Regions from separate parts of the Pan troglodytes genome. Here region 1 is linked to region 2. A link is a contact called in public Hi-C data. All regions are on one chromosome and are shown on one strand. Each heading gives the region's core, a stretch centred on a gene start, on an enhancer-like site or on the middle of the called end of the contact. The rest is flanking DNA. Distances are from core to core; before and after follow the strand shown.

Region 1 (4,895 bases), core at 1,767-4,266, 280 kb before region 2:
TCTAAACCCAAATCTACGACTTACTTGTCATGTCTCTGTGTCTCTTTTTCCCCTGATTTGTAAAATGGGGATAATAATAGTACCCATCTCCTAAGGTTGTTGGGAGAAGTAAGTCATAAGCATAAAGTTCCTAAAACAGGGCCTGCACAGAATAAGCACAATACATGTTATTTGTTAGTGTGATTATTATTACGAAGTGCAGAAATTCACTGATTTTCAGAAAGTGAATTTATTACACATTGTTTTTCAAATTGAATTTTGACATTTCTGGCCTTTTCTCATTTAAAAAAATGAATAAAAGCATGGAATTTGTTAGAGTATTTATTGACCTTTTAGTGCCATTATGAATACAATTTAATATTAGTTAAATCTTGTTATGATTACAATATTATTTAAAATAAAACTATGGGAGAAGAATACTTGGGGAGGGGAAAAATCATCACTTACTACTTCTTAAAATGAAATTTTAAAAGTGAAAATAAGAGGAAGGATTTATATGCTGCAGGTGACCTTTAAATGTCACATTCACTAATATATAAATGTAAACAGAAAAATATAAGTCTGGTAATAATAGTAAACTGATCAATGCAACTACATTGTTCTGTGATATTATAAGTTACGTTTCCATTCCAGAATGTCAATAGTTTTTTAACACCTTTTAAGATCAAATTATAGTGAATTAAATATCAGCTGGTTATTTCTCTTCATGTTATTTACAAGCTTGTAGTTTATCTCTTACTTGGATAGCCCCCTGTACTAAACTTCTAAATATACAAGATTTGAGAGCATAAATTATTTAATAGTTCAAAAGTAACTTCAATTTGGTAAGACAATCCCTCAATGAGATCTATTTCAATAATCTGTCTGGAGTAATATTGTTACTATTAATCTTAGCTCACTTTCAAAAGTTAGTGAAATATGATTTAATAGACAATTGGTTACTTGTTTAAATCTCAGTTAACTGAATTACATGATTTAAACAGCAAACACTATTTTAACAATGGCAAACACATATGCACGTGCACACACACACATAACATGGCAGTAGATTTTCACACAGCTTTATAAACCACTTTAATTTTTTCCCTCCTCTACCTCAATTCCATCAGTAAAGAGTTCATCTTTAGGGGTTATATTTAATATATTAACAGACCTTTCATTGTACTCTCCTCCAGTTCTTGAGTATCCAAAGCAATATGCACATATATTTGTCCAGAGCTGAATTTTTTTTCTGTATAATAATTCTTCATGGAGGCAAAGAAGGTGCAAGTATTTTCTTAAACCCCTAAGCTATACACTTGTAAGAAACAATTACTTTTATGCTTTGGATAACCGACAAGAAGTTAAAAGAAATTAAAACTTACGTTTTTCCATCACTAGATTGGCCAACCCACTATTTTAGTCACATGGCATGAGACCAAATATTAAGAGAACCATTGGCCGCTAAAACAAGAATTTGTGACTTGCCCTGTTTGAGGAGCATTTGGGACATACAAAATGTTCCATGTGAAGATTCAAAAAATTAAAAGGTTATTCAATGCTTTCATTTAGAAGTTTCACTGAGGAAGTCCCAGAGGCCCAATGTTACCCAAATACTTGGCATAAGTTCTAGTGCCAGATATTTTCTCAACAAGTATTGCACACTTAAAAAAAAATTGTCACTTAATGTATACTTGTTCCTGACTTCAGCTACAGAGCTAGGAACGTCTTTCTCATTTTAATAGTCACTCAGGACCTGACAACAGCCCACACACATAGTAAATGGTCATAGAATCTGTGACATTAAACTGAAAACACTCAAAATGTAGACAGGTTGGCTAAGCAAACAGCATGCTCCCACCTGTGTTCCTGCCCAAGTCACTGAGACAGGGCAGCTCACAAGGCTGAAACTCCAAAGGCCCCATCAGTTGTAACTTCCGAGTATGTGTCACTTGCACAATCAACTTTCTAACTCCAAGGAGCCTAAGTGAGGCGGGCCTTAATGGGTCAAAAATCACACTTAGGTGAGCAGCACCTTTTAAGACGTTCCCTCAAACAAGTTCTAAACCAGTGGTTCTCAAACTTCAGTGGGCACTCCAATCACCTGAGCAGATCCTGAGTCGGTGGGTTTGGGGAACTGCCCATATTGGGCAGTTCTAAGAAGCTCCCAAGAGATTCCAATGCTGCAGGTCCACTCACGACCCTCGGAGCTCAAGGCCCACAAACACCCAAAGACACCCACATCACTGATATTAGCAATAGACAACAGCTGCAGCTACAGGCAGTGCCCCATAATCCCCTGGGTTTTCTGCATCCCCTGAGTGTCGCCACCGGGTCGCACCTGGCAGGTGCCTTGGCTGCAGCCGCGCCCCCCTCCTCCGCGCCGCGCTCACCTTCTCCCGGGTCTTCAGGTACCGCTGCAGCGCCTGCTGGGTGAGCTCGCCGACGCGCAGCTGGCCCTCCTTGCAGGGCACCACGATGCCCGTCCTGCCGAAGCACACGGTCACTTTCATCCTGGCCCCCGGCGACCACGCCGGGCCGGGCCGAACAGGTGTCTGACCCCGCGGGCGCAGCCCCCACTCTCGGAGAACGCCCGGGGCGGGTGGGCCCGGAGACCCGGGGCGCCGCTCCCCGGAACACCCTGAGGCCCGGAGGCTCGCGGCAGCGCCCCTTCCACCTGGCCAGGCGGCAGGTGGCGGGAATCGGGGAGGGGCGGCCGCGGAAAGGGGTTACCTCCCAGGTGCCCGGCGCCCCGGGACGCGGCAGCTCCGCGGCCCGGCTCCTCCTCCTCCTCCTCCCGCTCCTATTCCTGCCCGGCCCAGGCGGCTGCTCCGCGCCCACCAAAGCGAAACTGCCGGCCCTGCCCTGTCGCTGGCCCTGGCCCTGGCCCTGGCCCTGGCGGCGTTGGCAGGGCCGGCCCCAAGCCCGGGGCTGGAGTGGGCGGCGGCGGCGGCGGCGCACGGGGCCAGAGTTGGGAGGAAACTTTTGCGCCGGCTCCCAACTCCTCTGCGGCGCCCGCGCTCTGGGCTCCCGCGGTCCCGGGGACGGCCTGGGCCCGGCTCTTAAAGGGGCCGCGGCGCTCCCGGGCCCCGCCGCACGCTGGGCGACGACGTGCCCCGGCCCTGCGGGCCAGTAACTGGAGCCCGGGAGTCTCGTCTCGTCACCTGGGTCTCTCCCTGGCTCTCTCCCTCTCGCACGCATGCACACGGAGCTCTGGGGAGTTGTAAGGGGACCCGAGGGCTACACGCTCGAGGATTGAAACCGGATCTCAGAAAGAACACCCGAGGGAAGAGCGAGGAGACTGCAGAGCTGCGCCCTTCACAGGAGGGGACTGCAGCAAGATGCAAAAGGAGCCCAGGAGCAGGTGCTTCTAGTCACGCCCACCAAAAACACCCAAGGGGCGAGGCTGCCGGGTGCTGAGATGCAGGAGTGCCCCGAGGGCCTGTTAGGAACTCGCCTTAAGCACAGCCCTTGCCGCTGCCCTCAGGAGCCCTGCGATAGCAGAGCTGAAGCGAACCTTGGAGAGAACGCGCCAGTGGAAACTTTTCCTTTTACAGACCCTCGAGGACACTGAGTATTTGGCCAAAGGTCACACCCAAGACCCAGATATGATCGCGTGTGTTGACGCATAGCCTTCTGGAATGCGACTACCGTTGTGCATTTTATTAGGAAAAAAAAAAGTTAACACCCTTAGGCTCATGATTTGGCAGGTGTGTATCCATCACCAATTGAAATGGGAATATGTGGGGGAAACCAACAAACTACATTAGTTTCATTCTTAGCTCTCATGTAAATGAGCTCCTTTGAGCTTAACAACTACCCTGTAGGTAGATATTATTCTTCGCATCTTGTGCATCAAGAATGGTGCTCGGAGAGGTCAAGAGACTGAGCAGACCATGGTGTTAGTTCTGTTGAAAAGAACTCAGGTCTTCTGAGCTCAATCTCTGGTCTCTCCCTGCAGTTTTCTTAGCCATCCAGTTCATCCAGCAAGACCCTCAGGGCTGCATCATGTGTTTCTCTACAGAAGGATGTGCTCCTATGTGGACACACTTAAATTGAACGTGAATTGCCTAGGATGGTATGATAATGCAGAGGAGATTAAATTCATGGGTTTCAAGAGGTTTTTTAGAAAAATAAATTTTAGCTCATTCATAAATTCAGTAAGTATATATTGGTTGTCTTCTATGTATAGAAAGTCAGTGGCAAACCAAGAGGATCATGTAAACCAAGTCCATTGTAATTTGGTTGTAAATCCAATACAAACTAATTTACATTTAAATAAACCAAAGGCAGAATTGATCACCTCATAAAATCAGAAGATCCAGAGGGCACTCCATTGAGGCAAGGTTGAAAGCAGGAACTCAAACTATGTCCTCAGGGGCCAGCTAGCTTTGTCCAGCTCTTAGCTCTATCTGTTCCTCAGTGTGGTCTCCATTCTCAGGCCAGCTCTCTTCAAAGGAGACAATATATCCTCTTTTTAGAGATGAGGAGCTGAGGCCAAAGGAGGTTAAATGATTTAGTTAAAATCTCATTCTTAGAAAGTAGCAGAGGCTGGCTTAAAACCCAGGTCATCTGATTCCAGAGTCTTCATCGTAACTGCTGTGCTGTTTCTTACATGAGAAGTACCAATGAGTGAATCAAACAAACAAATAGATACTGATGCCATGCATTAATGTGTGGCCCTCACTTTTAATATTCGGTATTTCATGGACCTATAGAATGGTACAGAGCAAAGATTTTCCACTGAGGAAATAACTTTGCATGTTGCCATCCTTCCTACATCATGGCTTTTTGCTTTACAGTTGCTCCAGACTCATTTTCTGCTGCTTGGGTCATGAATAGCTCCTCCTCTTCGCCACAAATTCCCTCTTAGCCCAGGTTTAGCTCCTTCCCAATATCTAGAACCTCCCACCCAA
Region 2 (4,712 bases), core at 356-2,855:
TTATAAAGCTACACACATATCAAACGGAAGTACAAAAAGTGAGAAGATGGCCGGGCGCAGTGGCTCATGCCTGTAATCCCATCACTTTGTGAGGCAGACGGGGGCGGATCACCTGAGGTCAGGAGTTCGAGACCAGCTGGTCCAACATGGTGAAACCCCGTCTCTACTAAAAATACAAAAAATTAGTTGGCATGGTGGTGGGTGCCCATATTTCCAGCTACTCAGGAGGCTAAGGTAGGAGAATCACTTGAACCCAGGAGGTAGATGTTGCAGTGAGCCGAGATCATACCACTGCACTCCAGCCTGGACGACAAAGTGAGATTCTGTCTCAAAAAAAAAAAAAAAAAAAAAGAAGAAATAAAGCTGAGGCACTTCATTGGAGCTTCATTAAAATAACATTTCTGAAGACCTTGGGGAATGGACTACCAGACACTGACAGGAAAGCAATGAGATGCTTTCCCAAAAAAAGCCTATAGAAGTTAAAGGACAGAATGGTCCATTTTTGTATTCTGAAGCTACCATTCGAATAACAAATTGGCTCCGTTTGTGTGTCAAAACACATGGCAAACTGCCTTGCTTTGCTGAATTGACTCTTAAAAAGCCAAGCCATGTTCTTTCGGCTTTATACAGCAGCAACGTGAAAGGCTGTGAAGCTGTGACAGTGCCTGGGTGGATGCCCTGTGGAGGAGACTGGGAGGCAGCTGATTCTCCTATTGCTCTTTGTGGGCCCACTAGTTGGCCTTCATAAAAATGACCTTTGTGCCAGCAGCAATCATGTCTTTCACTCCTCCCAAAACTAGAAAGGCACAGAAACAAGAAACCCTTCTAAGCATGCATTTTTAAGCCAAAGCTTCATTTTCAAGAACACCTGAAACCCAAATGATTCTGCTTGCATTCTGTCTCCTTAGCTCCTTTGTCAGGGTCCTGACCTTAACTTTGCTATTATACAGTTTGGAATTTCTGGAGCCCAGGTTTACCCTGAGGGAAAATAAGAAAACAAATAAGCTTTAAAAAAATTTTTTTTGACCTAACCCTACATCCTAAGGTCACCACTGAAATACATCAGACTCAAAATCTACAAGGTCTTAAGGTCAAGCTCACAGGAAAGTCAGGAAAACTAGAAGCTGTGAAGGACATAGATCTGCTGAATATATTAAGCTCGCATATGTCTGTGTGTGTCTGTGTTTTCTAATCCTCTAAGGTAAATTTATACCAATCCATACAGGTGTACTCTTTTCTGTTTATTATTCCCAATTGTGTAATGGAGGTTAATGTCATACAAAGGGGAAAAAAAAGTCTGGAGTTTGACAGGCACTCCCCCTATTTTGTTTTAAGGAGAAACAAAGAAAATGAAAACTTGTTCTTTGGGCCAGGATTTCTTGCTCCCTAATTCTACCCAGACTGGATCGTCTTAAATCTGATTTGGGATTTGAGCATTATTTGGATTAGCTCATTAGTGGGGCACCATTCTGACAAGCCACTAATCTGGGGCACTGGTGCACAGCACCATGACAGTATTATGCTGAAAATGAGAAATCTAACGAGATTAGACAGATCCTAGTGCAAATGGTCTAAAGGTATTTTGCATGGAGATCCATGAGCTGGGGAATGCAGGAGGCAGGCAGATGGAGGCATCAGACTCAGCTGAGCTAGAACGCAGCAGCTGCAACACCCACAGTGATTTTCTGCTGAAAGGCAGCAATGTCACACCTTTTCTAAGCAGGTTCTGTGGAATATCAAGCAATTGTCGAGACTAAAAAGTAATAATAATAATAAATAATTAGTTGGTGGACAGGGGGCAGTGGGAGGAGCTATGAACAGAGAGGGAATTTTATTGTAAGACTCGCATGCAGTTTCGTGTCCCTGTCGTGGGAGCAGGAACAAGTTACAGGGTAAGAACTAATTGGCAGCTGGGACCAGCAACCTGTTATGTTCTAAAGTTACTTGCCCAGTACTGGTTGTAGAGAAAAGCTCCACTGTTGCTTTTTCCTCTGGTACAGTTATTTTCTTTCCTCCCATTAACCTGTGATTTTAGTTGTTTTTAAGCTGAACCAAACATACTGGTTCCCTTTTGCTTAGAATGGGGCTGTTGCTAAGATCAGAAAATGCTGAACTCCAACAATGCATGATTTATAATGTCCAGATGTGGCTATGGGGCAGCAGACAACACACAGTGGAAGGGGACTTTGTGTCTCCCCCATCCCTTTCCCTCCTCGTTCACTCAAAGAGGAAACAAAAGTTTCCATGGCATTTTCTTGCATGTAAGTGGAAAATCAAGCCATTAGCAGAGCCCAGGAGTTGGCCCCCTGGGATGTAAATCCTTCTTCATATTGTGCTCGTCTGCCACCTCGTGGTGACTTTTAGGACTCCATGAAAGACCCGCTTGTTAATATAGCTCCCCCACCCCATTTAGTGCCCCTCCTAGAAGAAGCCTAGAAGAAAATTCAGTCTCAATCCACTGTATGAATCATCTTTAAAATGAGCATGTGCAAGACAAAAGCAAATGCATTTCAGTACATGTTCATTACATACAAAATCAAGCACATGGCTTCTTTTGTATTCTTCCTTGCCAGGCAGTGAACGAGCATTTTGACTTAAAAGTCAAGAATTATCATCTAAGTATTTAGAACTGAATTCAAGACAGAATTCTACTTCCTCATTTTACCTTTTCACATGTGTTTAGGGATTTAGAAGAGAAACTCAGCCAGAAACTAATGGATGATACATTTTAATGGAGTGCCTCTGTTTGTTTTAAGTATCTTAATCAAGTGTGGATGAAGACCTTAAGGGGTATTGGAATAATTCAAGAATGCTGGTCCCAACATAAGAAGGTGAAGCAAAGTCATCACAGACATATTCCTAGTGTCATAGAATCATTAAACTGTCTAAAGCTGAGAAAAGGATTCCAATGAAGAGAGAGTAAAAAAAAATTCCCTGAGAAATGTATCTTCCTAAACACATTTTAACCCTCCCTGCCAGAAACAAAAGGCAAGTCCAAAACAGTTGTCAGAGTTCAGAGTCTGAAAAAACAGAGTTCTAAGAATCACTGGGAGATGATTTGGGGCACTATTCTAAATGTTACTCTTGTAAACCAAGCATGAATTATCTGTAAGGTTTCAAGTATCCTAAGCCAAAAAGAAAGCTGAAAAAGGTGGACTACTCCACATTTTTGGTGATATAGAGAGGAATGGTTCATGCTTCAAAAGACTATTCTAAACATAATTGCTTACAAGAACTTAGGCAGCAAGGAAAATAGAGGTTTTTAAGTTTTCCCTTTGGACAAAATCCATTGTAGATTTTTGCTTTTTTGCTTTTTCTTCTTGAGATTCATGAAAACCCTTTGTCATTCAACTGTAGCTGAGCAGTAATCTATTGTTTCACTTAAACACACACCAAAAGAGATGATGTTGATTAATCAAAGTAGAAGAAGTAGACATGCTTTGAAAACAAAAACCCTGTTAGTGCTTCAAAATGAGTGTCCATTGGCCATCAGGAACTCTGTTGCTAGGGAGATGGTTCCCAGGCATAGGTGCTTTTATGGCTGCTGCATTTAACTGGAGGCATAGTCCCCTGACAGCTTGTTTGATGACCTTTGGACTGATGTCATGAATGAAAGGTTTTCAAATATTTAAGTTTTCCTGTGTGTCTTAGCATGAGGGGATTGTGCTGGTGTGACTGCTTTTCAAAGGCAAAATTAGGAAAGGAGAAAAGAAAAAGTGGGGATACAGGAGAACATGATCAGATAGCCATGTTGAAAATGGGTGGTGTCAGGGAGGCATGGACAATAATGTGAGCTCAGAGACAACACACCCTGCTGGTCACTGAAACAAGACTTGAGTTGGGAGCAAGGCTGTCCCATGACTACAGAGAAACCAACACGATGTGACTTGTATTAATCATATTTTATTAAGGAATGACCATGTGCCAGCTTCTTATGCACTTCATCTCATTCATCCCCACTCTCACCCAACCCAACATGAGGCCTTATTGTCAACACTTAACATGCAAGAATACCAAAGCTGAGCATCAGAATAGTGAACGGCCTTGCCAAATGCTAATGTATTGATTATTATTATTACTATCATTATTATTTTGGTCTGATCTCAAACTCTTTCCTACCTCCAATTATCTTCCTCCAGGGACTTTCATAGGACTTGAAATTTCTGGGATTTAGTAGCAAGCATTTACCAACTGACACTACCCCCGTGCAATGAAATATTTTTGGATGAAATGTGTATAGGTGTGTACGCACACTCAATATAATTGCAGACACGTCGTACTGTTAGTGGAACTCAGATCCTGATGATGCAAAAATAGTAAAACTTTTTGACTGAAAAGTTGAAGAGTAAAGAATATTGAGGGTAGGTGCTGAGGAGGAAACTTTCCAAAACTAGAACATTGGACATAGAATCTGGATGAATTTCAGATGGTTGAAGATAGAATCTTTTCTGGTCTGAAGGTTGGAAAGCAACTGTCACCAAAGAGGTGATCGAGTTGACTTTTGATAGATGCAAGGAATCAAGTAAGATCTGGTTATGCGTATTGTCCTAGGAAGGCAAACAGACCTCAGTGAGGCAATTAAAAAGGGACCGTTTTATGGAAATGGCAGTCAGTGATTTGGATTGGGGGAGAATTGGGTGTTTTCAAAAGGGAAGTGTGTGTGCATGCACGCAGTGAGGAGCATGGGACTGGGGTAAAAATGGAAGGTGATG

What was found. A called contact is a pair of places that touch in the nucleus more often than the background predicts.
Region 1: a contact with region 2 is called in a Hi-C map of stem cell-derived neural progenitor cells, with 2.8 times the contacts expected there. The contact joins the promoter of PARD3B here to the enhancer-like site in region 2. A contact is called at or near these places in 1 of 7 Hi-C or Micro-C datasets (stem cell-derived neural progenitor cells) and 1 of 1 other capture datasets (stem cell-derived neural stem cells).

The regions. Positions count from the first base shown.
Region 1 is chr13:106,772,773-106,777,667 of NHGRI_mPanTro3-v2.0_pri, reverse strand. PARD3B (par-3 family cell polarity regulator beta) reads right to left here and starts at 3,016. Exons shown (of 22, transcript XM_009444085.4): 1 at 2,373-3,016. The coding sequence starts at 2,492.
Region 2 is chr13:106,486,839-106,491,550 of NHGRI_mPanTro3-v2.0_pri, reverse strand. No RefSeq gene overlaps it. Among named protein-coding and RNA genes, the nearest start is that of PARD3B, 290 kb to the left of the region's middle. Within about 2 kb of position 1,605, at least 7 of the 24 cell types and tissues checked have an H3K27ac peak or open chromatin away from gene starts, as enhancers often do. A contact at or near this core is called in stem cell-derived neural progenitor cells, where this site is marked.